3 separate regions of the Mus musculus genome follow, and all the other regions are linked to region 1. The links are chromatin contacts, called in public Hi-C and HiCAR-type maps. All regions are on one chromosome and are shown on one strand. The core of a region is the stretch at or near the end of the contact, and the rest is flanking DNA. Distances in the headings are between cores, read along the strand shown.

Region 1 (2,700 bases), core at 149-2,648:
GGGGGTGGGACACAGGAGATACCACAGGCCCAGGCTGTCCCAGGAGAGTGCTGTTCTATCCCATCTCTACAGGGGACATGGTGGTTTGGTTCAAAAGATAGTATTGTGTATGTAAACTCACTTTTCAAAGTCAAATAGCCCGCCTAAGACATGAGCCCTGTGGTCGATTTGTGGTTAGCTCTATCTGCACCTCTGAAGTTGAGTCTCTCTCGGGGTATTCTTGTGAGCCATCTCTAGTGAACTTTCTCGGATTTCCTTGCTTAAATGATTAACAGACATGTCCTTTGATCACTTGCATAGCAGTGTCACAATCTGAAAGCAAAGGCCGTTCTATTTTGTGGGAGTGTGCAGGCAGGCCTGGGAGGGAAGAATTTTGGACTCTCCCGAGCTCCTTGGAGGCCTTTGCAGACAAAACACTTGGAGAGCGTCTGGCACACTGACAGAAACTATCTGCCTGGGGCCAGTGCTGAGTCTGTCCGAGCTCAGGGGTCACGTCACTGACCTGACGAAGAATGCAGCTTATCTCTCGGATAATGGAAGAAGATCGATACTATAGTCATGAACAGACTTGAACTTGTCTCTCTCGATTTGAACTCACCCCCACCCCCTGTTCAGTAAAAAGACTCAAAAGTGTATTTAGTTAAAACTGGCAAAGCCCACATAGTTAGGTGCAATTAATTTAGTGAGCTAACCAACATACACCGCTTTACCATAAAGATTTACTGTCAGCCTATGCAGCTCAAATCCTTGGGCTTAGACATTTCCCATTAGTGAACAGTGTTCGCATCAACTCTATATTGGGATTAGTGGTTTTTCACGGTTCTGGGAACTGAACTAGAAAAGAGAGTATTTGGTTCTAATGACATTAAAGAGGACTCAATAGATTGTGTTACTTCATAGATTTTCCTTTGCTGTGGATTTTTTTTTTTTTTTTTTTTTTTGGTTGTTGTTACAAAAGAACTATTTTAGGCTTAAATGTATCCGCTGGCCATTTAGTCTATGGAGACACACCACATATTTAATGCTCTGCTTCATTGCCCGCTGAAAGAAATAAGTGCATAACAAAATGCTTTGAAAAATGCTTAATTTCTCAACTGTTGATTTAATGTGTTACGGTTCAATAAGGTGATGAATCGCTCTGCTCTGCTACCACTGGAAACCAGAAAAATGATCCACACTGGTATGTTGCATCTGTGAATATTAAGTTTGTCAATGTAATTTATGACTAGGCAGGTAATATACCGGTAATTTGCATACTAATTGCTGTGGTGGAAGCCAGACGACTTTAATTCGCTAAGCTAGTCTGTCTAAGCAGAAGCCAGCAATTACCTCTCTGTGCTGGAGAGACAGCCTTGTTTAGGAGGAGAGAAAATGGAGGCAGTCAGGAAGCCTACAGAGCTGCCGGGCCCCCTGCTGGTAGCCAGGCAACACGTTTGCACAGAGGCAGCCTTGTGCAGGACCTGTAGGTGAGAGAATGCCTTTCCTCGCTGAGGCAAGCCGGATTTCCCAACCAAGTAACATTCAGAAAGCAGAAGATTAAAGTCAACGAAGCTCACTGCGAGCAGACACAACCTGTCTGTGTGTCCAGTATCAGAAATCTGAAGGCAGGAAAATAGCCCATTTCTATCTCCTGTAAAGGGAGCTTTCAATACAGGTCTTTTGAAACCAGATTTTATTTTTTTTTCATTTATGTATCTATGTACGTGTCTGTCTGTCTGTCTGTTGTGCAGGTAGAAATTGGAGGGTGGTGGAGGAATGCAGCCTGCATACAGAAAGATGTTGAGCATCCCCACTAACAATGAAAGGAAGAACGCTAACCTCTGAGGGATGATTTTTCTAATAGATTCAGAAGGATGAACGCTTTTTTTTTCCTGTGTAGGGCATGCACCACCGAGTGCAGGGTAAACCTGTATTCTTTAGGAGAATGAGATATTAATAACCCTTGAGATTTTTTTTTTGAATATCCTTAGAGCAGTAACCCTACTTCAAGAAATGCACATCCCAGAGCGTGTATACCACGAAGCCCACATGTTCACTTTTATTTTTATTCGATGTATAAAAGTGTGGTCATTTCAAATGATTCAACCAAGCACAAGGCTGTTAATTGTTACATTTTGGGATGATGATAGTTTGTGAATGCCTAACCAACCGCTCAGCAGGAGGAGGCTGATTAAATAAACAGGTACATAGTGCAGAAAGCTTACGAACATCGAGACGTAGAGCCAATGCACAATGTTTGTGCAGATGAATGGCCATGCCAGGCATTGACGGTGGGGTCAGATGGGCCAGTCTATGAATCAGTACTTGGGAGTCTGAAGCAGGAGGATTGCCATGAGTTTGTGGTCAGCTTTGGCAACAGACTGAGACACTATCTTTAAAATAAAGAAATATGAGTGTGGGTGATTAAATAAACAGATCACAATGTGCAGCAGTGTATAAATGGTATTTTTTTATTCCATATAAAAGGTGAATATAGGAAAAGTCAGGAAGGCTATGTTCTAATGTTTAATCACGTCTACCTTTTTAAGCAGGGGCTCTGTCTGGGTCAACTCTAGGAGAGGACTCTTGGTTAGCTTTCCATGTTGGAATTTGACATGAAGCACCCACCTCAAAGACTATGATAACATAGCACAAAAAGCATTGGAAAATGTATCCTATTTGGGGTTGAAGCTCAATGGTAGAGAATTGTCTAGCACGTGT
Region 2 (2,795 bases), core at 236-2,735, 220 kb after region 1:
TCAGAGGGATTTAAGTCCCTCTCTGTGGGGAAGGTACTGTGTGGGTAGTTCTAATCGTCACATGGCAGTGCAACAGGGAGAGTGTAGATAGATGGGAGCCAGGGACAGACTGACCCTCAAGGGCCTGGCCCTAGTGACCTATGTCTACCAGGCAGGCCATACCTCCTACAGGTTCTACAGCCTTCAAAGTCAAGCTACAAGCCAAGGGCTGAGCATTTACAGCATGGCTCAGGGCAGGGCAGGAGGCATGGTAGCAGGGCTGCTCTCTGCCCTATGAGGCACTGACTTTAACTTATCTCTTTGTCAGGAAAGAGCTTGGTCAAGCACTGTGGCACACATCTAGAATCCTGGCAGGCTAAGGCAGGAGGATCTTCAGTTTAGACTGGGTTATAAAGGAAGACCACCTCCTACCCCACACCCTGACAAGGTGGATCTTATAGAAGTAAGCTTCACTGGATGGCTTGTGACAAGAGGTCATGAGCCCAAGAAGTCATCTTCTCTTTATAAACAGTGCAGTAGACTTTTTGCTTTCTTTCTTTAACTCCTAAATACAAAAGCCTACAAAAAGCCTACTTAACATCATATACAGAAATGAATCTGGCCTTCAGATTTCTATTGGATCTGGGGCAGGTAGCCATCACACATGATTTTTAAATATAATATATTGAGATTGTGGAGAATGGGGAAAGTCTTGAGGGGTAAAGTCCTGTGTAAATATGTATTGTTTGACACGAACACAGCCATGTCAAGGACCAAAGCCTCAGAGCTATGGGAAAATGCCAAAGCTTTCCAAGGCTGGGCTCAGCGGAATGCCAAAGCCTTCCAAGGCTGGGATCAGAGGAACGCCAAAGCCTTCCAAGGCTGGGCTCAGTGGAACACCAAAGCCTTCCAAGGCTGGGATCAGAGGAACGCCAAAGCCTTCCCTCCTGTTCCGAGGGCCAGTGTTGAGAGTGTGTGTAGAAAATGTCCACCATAGCTCTGTCCCCAAGATGTTTGCAGCCTGAAGACTGCTCTCCTACAGAGACTGCTCCTTCGGAGATTTCCCTCCCTGTTCAGTTTTAGAGTTTCCTTCCAGTGCACTGGAGGATTTTGAGAACCGCTTGTTGATTTCTCAGTTAAGTCCTCTGGAGCAAGTCTTTGTCCCTTTGCTCCTCCCTGGTGTTCTGGTCTCTGGTAGGGACGCGTTTCATTTGAATCCCAACATCATATAATCAGTACTCTGTGAAGACTCGGTATGTAACTTTCATGGAATTGAATGTGACCTCTGAACAATTCTTCAAGTTGGGCAGATCTAAATACACTCAATTCTCTAGTGAGTCATCTAGTGTTTTTGTGTGACGAAGATGTCTTCTGCATCTGTCAGGTACGTGGGTACTTTACCCATGTAGCCTCAATATGAATTTCTGCTCTCTCTGAGTTCCAGGAATGGAAGACATTTTTGAAAACTGGTACCCTAAAAGAGAGAGAGAGAGAGAGAGAGAGAGAGAGAGAGAGAGAGAGAGAGAGAATCTGGGCGCCCTCTGCTGTCTCGGCTAAGTTCTGCTGCTGTAGAAAAGAACACAGCATGAATAAAAGTACACATATACACATACAAAACAGACACACAAAACACAGACACACACACAAAACAGACAGACAGACACACACACAGGCAATACAGACATGTGATTAGAAACATGTTTACTAAAGTGCTTCCCAACAGCCTGTTTTAAATACCATTGTCTTCTACTCCCTGGTATCCAATCTATGACCTCCAGTTTTTCCTGAGAAGTGGGGTAATGCTATCTCAGAGGGCTTTCCTGAAGGTTCAATGAGATATATAGCCAACTGCTCTGTTAGAGCCTGAGGAACAATAACCCTTGCTATGTGCTGGGTCATTTCCTTCTTTTCATCAACTCTGGCATAAGTGACCCTGCTTCTGCTGTCACCCAAGCACCCACAGATCAGTGGTTCTCAACCTTCCTAACACCTCAACCCTTTAATACAGTTCCTCATGTCGTGGTGACCCCCAACTATAAAATTATTTTCCTTGCGGTATCATAACCACAATTTTGCTTGTTATGAATCATAATGTAAATATCTGATATGCAACCCTGTGAAAGGGCCATTTGTCCCCAAAGGGGGCACACTGTAACCCATACCCCACAAGTGGAGAACCAGTGCATTCTGTTTTTTTGTTTTTTTAAAAGTAATTATGGGGAACTGGAGAGATGTCTCAGTGGTTACGAACACTGGCTTTTCTTCTAGAGGACCCAGGTTGAATTCCTAGCACCCACATGGCAGCTCACAATTGTCTATAACTCCTGTTTCAGAGGATCTGACTCCCTCACACATGCAGGCAAAACACCAATATACATAAAATTTAAAAGAAATAGTAACTAATACATTTTAAGTGCTCACCTCTAACAGTGTGCATTAGTTATCTTGCTACTGAGGCTTTAAAACAGGTATGACGGCTGGTCTCCATCAGCAGAGGCCAGCAGTCTCCCTCTCGGGGAAGCAGGGGGCAGGAAGGTTGGTATTTATTATTCATGAAGTTGTTTGTGCTTTTTCCATTTTTGTTTTTGTTAATGAGTGGTTGTGGCCTAACAAAGAGCACCACAATTATCTAACGCATTACAGCCATTTACACAAGGTAAGTTGGGGAAGCATGGTCTATTCTCTAAGGCTTTGCAGGTACAGGAATCAACTTTTGCTGTTGTTTACAAAACACCAGGCACACACAGAAGCCATTATTTTCTAAGAAGAATTTTTTGTTGTTGCTTTGTTTTTTTTTTTTTTTAATGAGGCTGTCT
Region 3 (2,700 bases), core at 99-2,598, 250 kb before region 1:
TTCCAACTTTTTGGGGGTACCTTAAATTGTAACTTCCAAGAACCTGCTTCTACTAGGGGAGGCAAGCTGATTTTAACTGTTAGTTTTAAGTAGTTCTTCATCAGCATGCAAAACAAGGCCCCGTAACGTGGGAAATTTATATAAAAACCTTTGATAAAAAGCCACCTTACTGCTGCAGCCTCCCACTCTTAGGTGTCCTTTGCTGTGGACCTGGGATTTTCCTCCTCCTTATCATTCCCTAGGCATTGTTTAAGTGGTTCTTGTTTTGGTACAATCCCCCATAATATTCCAGAAAGTACTGTTCTGTGAGTAGACGGAATAGTTTTTGCTTCTTCACATCCAGTGCAGAGTTGTAATTGGAGACAGATTTCCACCCACAAAGGCTCCAGATGTTAAAACATTTCCCAACATCGACTTAGTACAGTGACGGCAACACCTCCCTCCCGCCCCTCCCAGTAGGGTTGGGATTGTACTGTATTCCCTACTGGTTTACCCTTCCCCCCTGTAAAGGGTAACATTTTCCCTGGGTGCAGAGGCTCCCATAGTCTCCAAGACTGACGGACCTGCAAAAAAACAAAACCAAGTTCATCTTTAATACCTTCCTCTGTTTCAGAGCCAATGGAGCATAAATCCAGTCCAATAACAATTCTATCTCTAGCAATAGAGAAAATAAGAAAATGGGCAAATTGACTAAGATCATGCTATGTTCTTCTGAGACTCTGGACAGTCTGCATCAGATATGAAGGAAGGCAAACCCACATTGGGAACATACAGAGTCTAATGCTTCATATAATGAATCCTGCCTTGCATGCTACTTATCTTTACCTCTTTTAGCAGAATGGCCCTAAATTCAAACTGAACATTTCCTGCATAATGCCACTTTACTTTCTTAAAAAATAAAATCTTAATTTAAGATAGTCACTTTCCTTTTTATCCAATGTCTAAGGAAACAAATTCTAATTTTACCCTACTAGGGTCAGAAAGTAGTAATGTCCAGAAATAAAACACACACCCATTTTCTTGATGTTCTTAATTAGTTCTCCTTTCAACTACTTAATGTGCTTATTTTCTATATTCTCAGGCAATCTCATGTTGCTGATGTGAAGTTTTAAAATTACTAACACAGTTCAATGTGAAGATAGACCTAAGAAATCAACACTACTAAGCTGGTTAAACCAATGTCTGACAATGGTCCTTTCACAAAAAAAAAAAACAATCAAACTTTGAACACTTGGTAAATGTTTGAATGAATTCACAGTGGTTAATTAACCCACCAGTGAAGTAACAACCAGCCCCTATTCTCCTGCTTTTAAATGGGAACACAAAGTAGCAAGAATAAAGGCCACCGTGGCACTCTTAAATCTAACTAGGAAACAATTATTTTCTACCTGATCCAGAAGCAGGATCATCAGTTAACCTTAGTTGGTGGTGGCACCAAAGAGACACCAAAGAGACACACTACCAAGACTGCCTCTTCAGAGCTAAGTCACCCCCCCACCCCCACCCCAGTGCATTCTTAGGATCAGAGAAAGCAAATGCTGACACCGAGGGCTCTTCACTGAAGTGAACATCACAGAGGGCCTAGAGAGTCTGAGGCTACAAACTGATTTCTACTCCCTGCTAGGCTAGGTAACTCAGGTAATGAATCTTTCTGGCTCAGACTTAACAAGCAGCTAGCAAAAACCAAAATGAAACAATCCCAACCCTTGTGATGTACAGGGTACTACAATTTAGTAAAATCCACATTTTTACACATTTAGTGTGTCCTTTGGCTTTCAGATAGGTCTCAGGTTGTGTTCAGGTTGAGCTCACTGTACTGGTCTAAATAGTGTGCAAGGCAAACACACCAAGCTCTGTCACTATGCCCACAGTTTCACTCTCAGCACAACTCACCAAGGGAACCGTAGCTAAGCAAGAACAGCTTAGTCTGGAGTTGTGAACAGAGATTATCTAGAGCAAACACCCAAAGCACTTGGCTCTGGACTTCTTCAAACCCAGTCTTCCATGAACAACTTTGAAAGAATGTGGGTGCCTGACACAAGGGTGTAAAACATCATCTACTCCCAGAATTCAGTTTCAATGTTAAATGTGTTTCCTTAAAGGTTATAACATAAAGCCTCTTGCCCTTGCCATGTGTAAAATTATAAAGTTAAGGCTTCAAAAATGAACCACTTTTGCCACTGCTCCCCACCACCGTGACTAACCGCTCTTGTACAGAAAGAGAGTGAGAAGAGTAAACTAATGTAGATATCAAACTAGTGTACCAACCAGGATCTCTGTTAAGAGAGTGTGTGTGGGTATGAGCATTATTTGACCACACTATTAGTCTTTCACTCTGAACATTTCTAAAACTTGTAACTTACCCCTAGTTTTGGGACTGCAGCTTAAGTGTATTAGATTAAACACCATAAAAAGCTGCAAGACGCTCTTTTAAGGGAAGAGGAAACTGGTCAGAGAATCGCCTCCAATTTTCATCCCCAACTTGGTTTTTAAATCCATGAAGGATCTGCAAAGAGTGACAAGCTATTAACTTATTAATAAAGATAAAACCTCAGATCTATATAGCTTTAGGAGTCAAACATTATTGATGTTAATTATGACTTTTAAACATTTCAAGGTATTAATTCTCAAACCCTGTTAATTAAACTCTCTATACCGTATGACTTCACCAAAACCACCTCCATGCTTTAAGTTTAAAAC

What was found. Hi-C and Micro-C count contacts between places; a contact is called where the count stands out from the background. HiCAR-type assays count read pairs that join an accessible place to other places.
Region 2: a contact with region 1 is called in a Hi-C map of cortical neurons, with 2.2 times the contacts expected there. The contact joins two enhancer-like sites. A contact is called at or near these places in 10 of 484 Hi-C or Micro-C datasets (the N1E-115 cell line, Sertoli cells, cerebral cortex and 7 more) and 7 of 115 datasets of contacts at active chromatin or transcription factors (embryonic midbrain, embryonic stem cells, neural progenitor cells and 3 more).
Region 3: a HiCAR-type map of kidney shows a contact between it and region 1, with 5 times the contacts expected there. The contact joins two enhancer-like sites. A contact is called at or near these places in 1 of 39 promoter capture datasets (the SN4741 cell line), 7 of 484 Hi-C or Micro-C datasets (bone marrow-derived macrophages, cardiomyocytes, embryonic stem cells and 3 more) and 11 of 115 datasets of contacts at active chromatin or transcription factors (astrocytes, bone marrow-derived macrophages, embryonic basal ganglia and 5 more).

What each region holds. Positions count from the first base shown.
Region 1 is chr13:99,092,108-99,094,807 of GRCm38.p6, forward strand. No RefSeq gene overlaps it. Among named protein-coding and RNA genes, the nearest start is that of 2310020H05Rik, 5.5 kb to the left of the region's middle. Within about 2 kb of position 1,399, at least 104 of the 459 cell types and tissues checked have an H3K27ac peak or open chromatin away from gene starts, as enhancers often do. A contact at or near this core is called in cortical neurons and kidney, where this site is marked.
Region 2 is chr13:99,315,731-99,318,525 of GRCm38.p6, forward strand. No RefSeq gene overlaps it. Among named protein-coding and RNA genes, the nearest start is that of Ptcd2, 28 kb to the right of the region's middle. Within about 2 kb of position 1,486, at least 11 of the 459 cell types and tissues checked have an H3K27ac peak or open chromatin away from gene starts, as enhancers often do. A contact at or near this core is called in cortical neurons, where this site is marked.
Region 3 is chr13:98,844,058-98,846,757 of GRCm38.p6, forward strand. It overlaps Tnpo1 (transportin 1), which reads right to left. Exons shown (of 24, transcript NM_178716.3): 23 at 2,364-2,506; 24 at 1-563. The coding sequence ends at 2,399. Among named protein-coding and RNA genes, the nearest start is that of Gm34995, 29 kb to the left of the region's middle. Within about 2 kb of position 1,349, at least 7 of the 459 cell types and tissues checked have an H3K27ac peak or open chromatin away from gene starts, as enhancers often do. A contact at or near this core is called in kidney, where this site is marked.